2 separate regions of the Mus musculus genome follow, and region 2 is linked to region 1. Evidence: chromatin contacts called from public Hi-C data. All regions are on one chromosome and are shown on one strand. Each heading gives the region's core, a stretch centred on a gene start, on an enhancer-like site or on the middle of the called end of the contact. The rest is flanking DNA. Distances are from core to core; before and after follow the strand shown. Region 1 has its middle 23 kb from the start of Snx31. Region 2 overlaps Grhl2 (grainyhead like transcription factor 2).

Region 1 (4,399 bases), core at 482-2,981:
CCAGGAGAGCCTGCATGTTTGTATCTTTGTGCTTCTTCAAAATGGAAATGGAGTGCTGCATACCGTCCCACTTGCCAGCCTGCCTCTTGCCAGCTGGGCTGGCACTGTTGGCATCAATCCCTCTACCTTTTCAACTCTGTTACCTGAGGCCAAGCTGTGACACTGTAGACTGTCTTGGAGCCTGGGCTGAGGATCCTGATCATGCCTGTGCACTTGTATGTCCACCACAGTGACCTTGACAGTGGCACACCTCACTTTCGTGTCTTGGCATCTTGCCTGATGGCACTCAAGTTTTGGTAAATGAAGTCTCGTTGGTTTCCTTAGAGGCTAAAGGCTACCTAAGGAGGACAGGGAGTGTTCATAACTTGTGGTGCTAAAGTCAGAAAGGGGTCGGAGGCAGCGAGAGAACAAACAGGTGCAAAGATTTGAGCGTGAACCCTACTCTACTGCTCACCCCACTCAGCCCTTCTTAGTGTTTTCCACTGTAAAGCAATGATAACAACTCCTGTGGGTTATCGGGAAGATTTGTGCAGATAAGATACATAAGCTGTCCAGTAGACAGGTAATCAACAGATTGAACTAAATGTTGTTATATGCCCTGGACAGTACTATGAGGGCTACCTGGGAGATCTTTTGCCTAAAATCACACTCTCTCTTCTCCTTGGAAGCTGTACTTGAATAACCAACATCAGGAATTGGTGTTAGAATGTATGCTGTGATTTCTAGAAGACCCATGTTAAAGGGCAACCTCACCACTTGCAAGTGGAGCCACTACAGCAAGCCTTTATCAAGAACTAGTCCAATCAGAATGGGCCTGGTGGCACAGGGCTGCCATCCTAGCTACTCAGGAGACAGGCACAAGGGTCACAAGTCAAAGGTCTGCTGGGACAGCCTATTGAGCCCCATGTCAAAATAAGTAAAATTTAAAGAGAGAGCTATAGATGATAGATAGGTAGGTGATAGCTAGATAGAATACACAGACACACACACACTTTATATAGGTAGACAGACAGATATATATATCGATCTCAGATGTAAAGTGTTCACTGTACATACATGAGGACTGAGTTTGGATCCCAGCACTAGCGTGAGAGTCTGGGTGTGTGTAATCCCCTCCCTGGGAGAGCTGAAGTGGAAGGATCACTGGGGGCTTCCTGGTCAGCTATTCTAGCCATTCAGTCAGCTCCAGACCCAGTGAAAGACCCTCTTCTTTGTAGAATAAAGTACTGGTCCTACACACACACACACACACACACACACACACACACACACCCCACATATACATGGATACACATACAAGCACACACACAGTCTACAGATATGCTCAGTGGTACAGCATTTGCCTAGACCCTGGGCTCAATCCTCAAAATTGAAAGAAAAACATCAGTTTAATTGATCAGCAAAGACTGAACTTGGAGAACAGGGCACTGCTGTACTTGTGATAAGTACTTTTTGTGCCCACTTGATCGTGGACTGCCTAAGTTCTTGATGGCTCCCCCTGATTGTATCTTTCTCTTGGAAGTATTTGGGCAATTAGCAAAGACATTGCACACAAAGGACAACTGCCTGGGCAAGAGGGAGTCAGAGTGGAGGCTTGTCTGTCTGTTAGCCAGTCCCACCGTGGGAGGGAGAACGGGAACTTCTTTCCCTCAGGAGCATGAGTGCTGCAAAGCCTGGCAGCAGTGTGAACGCGGAGCCTTCTGCAGTAGTCCACAGGGGGGCGCCATGTGCCAATCTTAATCTGTAAGATTCTGTCAAGAGGCGGAAGTTCACAAGCAACTGCTATGCAGAGACCAGTGTTGGTGCGGCTGCTTGCTGCCGAGGGAGCCCTGGCTGGCTTTCTGGCCCTTGCTCTCTCCGGATCTGAAAGTGAGGATCAGCCATCCAGTCTGAGGACTACACAATTCAGCGGCATCGCGAACTCCCAGGAAGTGCTGACATCCATCCACTCCTCAGGGCCTGCCCCTTGGAGGACCCGGTCAGAAGATCTGGCGTCGAACAGGACAGGATGGAGCAGCGAGGGGTCTGATGGCTTATTTTTTAATTCCTCTGGTGACAGTTTTATTGGGCTGTTATTTACATATGTTGTAACTCACCCATTTAAAGTGTACTGTTCAGGGGCTGGAGAGATGGCTCAGCGGTTAAGAGCACTGACTGCTCTTTCAGAGGTCCTGAGTTCAATTTGCAGCCACCACACGGTGCCTCACAACCATCTGTAGTGAGATCTGATGCCCTCTTCTGGTGTGTTTGAAGAGTGGCAATGTACTCACGCACACAATAAACAAACAAATAAATCTTTAAAAAAATTTGTACAGTTCAACGAGCTTGCTGAACACACGCATGGTTATGCAACCACCACCCTAACCATCCCTCAAAAAACTCAAAAAACCCTCTGTCTGTGATCTCACTTCCCAAAACCCCACTCCCAGGCAACACAGTTTTTACTTCTGAGTCTACAGAGTCACCTACTCTGGAGATTGATATAAATCAAGTGATGAGTTTAGTGCCTTTGCTTCTGGCTTGTCTCCCTGTTTGCAAGCTTTATCCCTGAGGCTCATGCAGCGGTGCTCATGCCAGTGTCTTAAGCAATAGAATTCTATTTCACTGTGTGAAATCCATAAACAAAATCCACATTTTGTTTATTGGGTCCTTATTTAATGATTTTTTTCTGTGTTCTAATTTATTATGAAGGATGTTGTTAGGACTATTCTCTTGAGAATAGTCATTTATTCTTTTTATTTATTCTTATATGTGGGGTATGGTGGTCAGGGAATAGCTCTGCAGAGCTGTTTTTTCCTTCCACCTTTCTGGGGGTTCCAGGGATTGAACTCTCATCACCAGATTTGTATAACAAGTCTTGCTACTCACTGAGTGAGCTCACCAACCCTTTTATATATGTGTTCTTGTAGGGACAAGATTGATTTATTTATTGTGTGTGTATGTGGTGTGCCTGTGTGTGCCTATGTGTGTGCACCTGTATGTGTATGTGTAGTATATGTAATTGTTAGTGTGGATATGTGTCGATGGGTGTGCAAGTATATGTATATACATGTGTGTGCGTGTGCGTGTGTATAAACCAAAGGTTGCCACCCCTCATCTTTTCCTGATCATCTTTATTTTTGGAGACAGTCTCTGGAGCTCACTGCTTCTGCTACTCTGGCTGGTGTGAGCTTTAGAGATTGCCTCTCTCTGCACCCACAGTGCTGGGGTGACAGGAATATGTCACCATGCCCTGCTTTCATGTGGGCTCCGGGGATCAGAACCCAGAGCCTCAGGTCTGCAAGGCAGACACACTTTCGTGACTGAGTGATTGCCCCAGTGCAGAGAGATTTTACCTTAAAGTGTTCTCCTGAATGAGTGGCAATGTAGGGAGAGTTTCTGGTTGTCCCTTCTGGAGGACAGAAGCTGCTGGTGGCAATTAGCTTGACTCTGGGGAAGCCACTAAATGTCATTAAGAGCTCATGGGAAACCACCTGTAACCCTGTGAACACAGCTAGCACGCCAAGGGGGAAGCTCCCACCTTCAGGAGCAGGCCTGCCTCAGACAGGGTTGGGAGGCTCTATGGATTATTCCCTCTTGCTGGAACTGTATCTACATGACCTCAAACTTCTATGAGCCATCCCTGGGGTGTGAGATGGAGCAGGGAATAGAGGCATCTACTGTCAAGCCCGATGACGTAAGTTCAATCCTCGGGGCCCTGCATGGTGGGAGCAGAGAACTGACTCATAAAACTTAACCTCTGACTCCCACAGATGTGTACCCCAAATAAAAAGAAAAGCTACCCTTACTTTTAAAAAACTCCTTCAAAGAAGTCAGAGCCATTCACATTTCATAGATCTCTGCAGTTTGAGGCTGAGTGTCTGTGCTAGAGCTTTTAAACACAGGCCCTAGAGCTGTGTGTGTGTGTGTGGGGGGGGGTCTTGGAAGCCACTTGGCACACCTTCACAATTGCAAGCATGTGTACCTGGAGATAAGTGGCCAGCTAGCCACATTCTTCATGTCTTTCTAACTGACTCTTTTTTCCTCAGTACTCTATAGTGACATCTCTAGGGTAGAGAATTAGTCAAGGGGGGACATATGCTGCTGGGTCCAGGAATGGTGGGTCCAGTCAGACTGGCCTTGAGCTTTCTATGTAGTTTAAACTTTAAGTAATTTTTATTTATTCTTATAGAAATGTGTGTCCAGGGCTTTTTGACTTAGGCTCTGGGGATCAAACTCAGGTCATCAGGCTGAGCAGCAAGTGCTTTTCTGCCAAGCATCTCACTGGCCCTAACAGTGAACCTCTGTATCACCCACCTTAGCCTTCTAAGGAGTTGGGAGTACAGACCTGCATAACCAAGTCACAGTCACAGTGACTGTCGCTGAGAGATCCATTTTCAGGTCAGAAAGCTGTAGCATA
Region 2 (4,168 bases), core at 472-2,971, 760 kb before region 1:
CACTAAGAAACATCCTTCTTCTCCATACTTTCCACTTCTCCCGTGGGAGAGGAGATCTTAAAGAGGAAAGGAAATAAACATCTCTCATCTCAGAACTCTGTAAACCTCCCTTACTGAGGCCCCAGTCATCAGTTAGCCCTCAGTTAGCCCTCAGCAGGGGGTAGTTAGGCCCAGTCAGTACTGGAGTACTAGATACAGACAGATACCTACTTTTTGTTTTCATTGAGCATTGTAATTATTGAACATTTATTTGGTTTCTAATCCTTCCTTTCACTTGTAAATTATAACCATAGGACCTAGTTTTTTGTGTATTTGAAGGAATATCCAATATTCTCATTTTCCTCTGGATGAGAAATGATTTATCCATTCAACGAAAGTTTTACATTTACTAAAGAAACATTTGTTTGCAAGATCTTCGTTTCTCTCCATTGGGCCAATGTATGAAGTTATTGATACAGTTCTCTCTCACCACAAGGTGGCAGTATGTGAACCGATAGAGTCGGCTTGACAGAAAACTATGATGCGCTTTCTCCCTTGGTGTTGTCAACAATTTTCTAATAACAGCTTACACCTTTCTTTGCCTTAGAGTCCCAGTATTCTCTCCCAAGACAGTCGTTTCTGTAAAAATCTACTTTTGTATGGAACAATACTGACTTTGCTCTGCCACTAAACTCGAAGGAGAGTTGTAGTCTGCTCTGTTGGCCGGGAGGGTGTGAGAGCAGGAGTCTTACCTGTCCGGTCCTCTGTAGGTTTGCAAAGTGAACATCTGGTATGAAGAGCACAGGCTGTGAGTGCAGGTCGGGCATGGTTTTGAAGTACGTGATGTCACTCTTCTTCTGTAACGGTATGGCGGCCATCTTCCCATCAGAGGCTGGATGCAAACACAAAGCCCACGCACGAACGGGGTTACGCACGCGTGAGAACTCTCAGCTACCGGCCTCATCTTAGCCAAAATCCATGATTCTCCCTCAAAGCTTTCTCAGCACCCTAGACGTGATTATGCTTTAAAAGTCCTTCCTCAGGCCCAAGCAAACAAAAAATACATGGGATCCTAGGAGAATCCATTCAACGTGGACTGAAGCTTCCTCCACTTCCTGCTGACCTGTGTGGACCCTGGAGACTTCTGTTTGTGCTCCATGTGGAGGTTCCCCTGCCCCTGAACGAGAGCATGCACCTTAGGCATCTGCACCTTCCCCTACAGCCTGCTTCTTTCTATCTGTCTTCTCGAAGGACCCTGCTGGCTGCAGTCCCCCCACTTAGCACAGTATGGGGGAGGGGGTGACTCACAGTTGTTGCACTGGGCTTGAGAGGCCTGGCCCTTCCCTTTCTTCCTGTTCTGCTTTCTCTCTTCATCCCGGATTTTTCTTTCTGCTCCCTGATCGGGAAAACAAAGAGAGACCAACCAAGGTATATTCTCAGAGGATGCAAACACAAAGCCCACGCACGAACGGGGTTACGCACGCGTGAGAACTCTCAGCTACCGGCCTCATCTTAGCCAAAATCCATGAATCCAAGAATATTGTCACACGCTCTCGCGTGAACACACACACACAACATATGCACACACACAACATATGCACACACACATTGAGGCACACACACATACATGCATCTACATGAGCATGCCCACAAACACACATGTACACGCTCACATGCCATGAAGGTGGGAAGTAGAACGAGGGAAGCCTCGGCTTCCTCCCTCCCTGCAGCGCAGTGAGAACACACACAGATCTGTGTGCAGCGCTTTGACCTTGGAGCGATGTTAACTCACCCAGATCACCTCCTCTTCCTGTCTCTGCCTATTTCATGAACTTGATTTTTAAATCCATGAGGAAAGAACAGGCTGAGTTCTCTAACTCAGTGTCTCCTGCTGAATAACTATTAATAGTTATTATCAGTGCTATTAATAGAATGACCTTTTCCTGTGCAAGTTTTCCTCTGCATATGGTTATGAACTTAAAGAAAAAAATCACCACAGGAAGAAAGGGCATTCCTCTTTAAGTGGTGCTCACACAAAGATGAGGGATTGCTCAGCACATGAAAGTATTGATATTCTCCTATGTGCCTACCACACAGAAGACACATGCATCGACTTCTGTTCTTTGTAAATTGACTTTTTTCCTAAGAATTATTTATTTATTGTATGTAAGTACACTATAGCTGTCTTCAGACACACCAGAAGAGGGCAGCAGATCTCATTACAGATGGTTGTGAGCCACCGTGTGGTTGCTGGGATTTGAACTCAGGACCTCTGGAAGAGCAGTAGTGCTCTTAACCACTGGGCTATCTATCCAGCCCATAAACTGACTTTTTAATATAGTTCCATAAAGTTATAATCCTGCTTCAATTACTGATCAGCTGTCTGGGCACTTGCACCATTCGCTGCTCATCTTTCTTTTGGGCCATTTGTTAACTTATTTTCCTCTGTCTCCCAGTCAGAGACATCCCATCCCAGCAGATTCCTCTTGCTTTCTCTCTTGGCTTCAGGAGAATTACCCACAATGCCTAGACAGGTGACATTCATGGGACAAGCTTCTTCCCTAGGTCTTGGTCCATGTTAGCAATCCCTTTCCCTGCAGTAGCTACTCAGGGAACAGTGATGCATAAAGCAACCTTCAGAAATGGCCTGACACTGTCAGAGAAAACACATTTGGCAAAATAAAATGCATTCCTCTCTGGGCAAGAAAGGAAAAGAAAGGAAAAAGGGAAAAGAAGAAAGGAAGTCAAAAGGCAAAGTCAAAATTGCTGAACATATTTCAAGCATTTGACACATAAAGTGTCAAATTCCAACTATATAAAAAAGATTTGAATCTATTCAAACACATGGATAAATATGAGCTGGTTTGCACTAAGGATATACGAATGGTTTGGTTTGAATTAAAAAGAATGAGATATACTTTTGTTCACATTGACTCTTATAGGACAGTCCCAGTTTTGACCAAGGCTAGGACTCAGTGTGGACTTGTCATCAACAGAAGCACCGTGACTTTTGAAGGGGTTCCATGTTTCACCCAGATGAGACACAGGCAATTACAGCACACCTGATACACACAGCCACCAGGGGGCGGGAGCTATTATTACTATCACTATTACATGAAAACCTGAGTGCCACTGATGCTTACAGGTCATGGAAATTCACAGCAAGGACAACATGCAGAAATACAGATACATCTGCTGTATAATACTCATCAAAATATCCGAAAATTTTGTAGAGCCTTTGCATTTGAACAAAGAGAAATGCTAAATGCTCCAGCAACGCCTCACTCAACACTGGGAAACGAACGGCAGTATTGCTTACTAGGTGCATATGGGGCACTTAGCAGAGTGCTGGAAGCTCTGTGTGATTCAGTAATTCACATAAGTGTGGGACTTCATTGTCTACCCACAAAGTATAGCTCACTCAAGACACATCCTAAGGTTACACAAATTCCTTTTTATCTTTTATTTTTGTATAGTCAACTTTTGTTTTGTTTTTAAGTGTTAGTGTTGTGTAAAAATATAGACTCATCAGACTGACTACTGCCGTCGTTTGTTTGTTCTTTTGTTTGTTTGTTGAACAACTTTACACAGCTAAAGTCACTGAGAGATGCTCATCTGAGGAAATGCCCGTGGAGCATCCTCTTGATTGATGTGAAGGGTCCCAGCCTGCTGGGGTTGGTGTCACCGTGGACAGGTGGTCCTGGGTGTATCCCAGGCTGAGCAAGCCAGGGGAAGTAAGTCAGGACACAGTGGTCCTCCATGGCCAATGCTTCCACTCCTGCCTCCAGGTTCCTGCCTTGAGCTCCTGCCCTGACGTCACTCTGTGGCGGACTATGACCTGAAAGAATAAAATGAAGTAAACCCCATCTCATAAGCTGCTTTTGGTCATGGGCTTCGCCACAGTGACAGAGAGCTAACTCAGACAGATGGGGAGGCAATCTGAATGAGAAATGCTCAGGGAGAAAGTCCATCACCAGGTGGGCTTGAAGGGTTCCAGCCTCCTCCAATCCCAGTTTTCTCTCTCTGCGTTGTGTCTGCATCTCTCTCATCTTCCTGCTCCTACTTTCACGCTGCCGTGCTTCACCAGCATGCAAACCTCTGGACTCATAAGCCAGAATAAACTCTCTTGTCCATAAGTTGTTGTGTTCGTGATGTTTTATCACAGTGAATACACATGGATACATCCAAG

Evidence for each region. A called contact is a pair of places that touch in the nucleus more often than the background predicts.
Region 2: a contact with region 1 is called in a Hi-C map of the G1E-ER4 cell line, with 6 times the contacts expected there. The contact joins two enhancer-like sites. A contact is called at or near these places in 1 of 484 Hi-C or Micro-C datasets (the G1E-ER4 cell line) and 1 of 9 other capture datasets (embryonic stem cells).

What each region holds. Positions count from the first base shown.
Region 1 is chr15:36,576,068-36,580,466 of GRCm38.p6, reverse strand. No RefSeq gene overlaps it. Among named protein-coding and RNA genes, the nearest start is that of Snx31, 23 kb to the right of the region's middle. Within about 2 kb of position 1,731, at least 121 of the 459 cell types and tissues checked have an H3K27ac peak or open chromatin away from gene starts, as enhancers often do. A contact at or near this core is called in the G1E-ER4 cell line, where this site is marked.
Region 2 is chr15:37,332,909-37,337,076 of GRCm38.p6, reverse strand. It overlaps Grhl2 (grainyhead like transcription factor 2), which reads right to left. Exons shown (of 16, transcript NM_026496.4): 10 at 1,288-1,375; 11 at 732-871. Among named protein-coding and RNA genes, the nearest start is that of 4930447A16Rik, 91 kb to the left of the region's middle. Within about 2 kb of position 1,721, at least 3 of the 459 cell types and tissues checked have an H3K27ac peak or open chromatin away from gene starts, as enhancers often do. A contact at or near this core is called in the G1E-ER4 cell line, where this site is marked.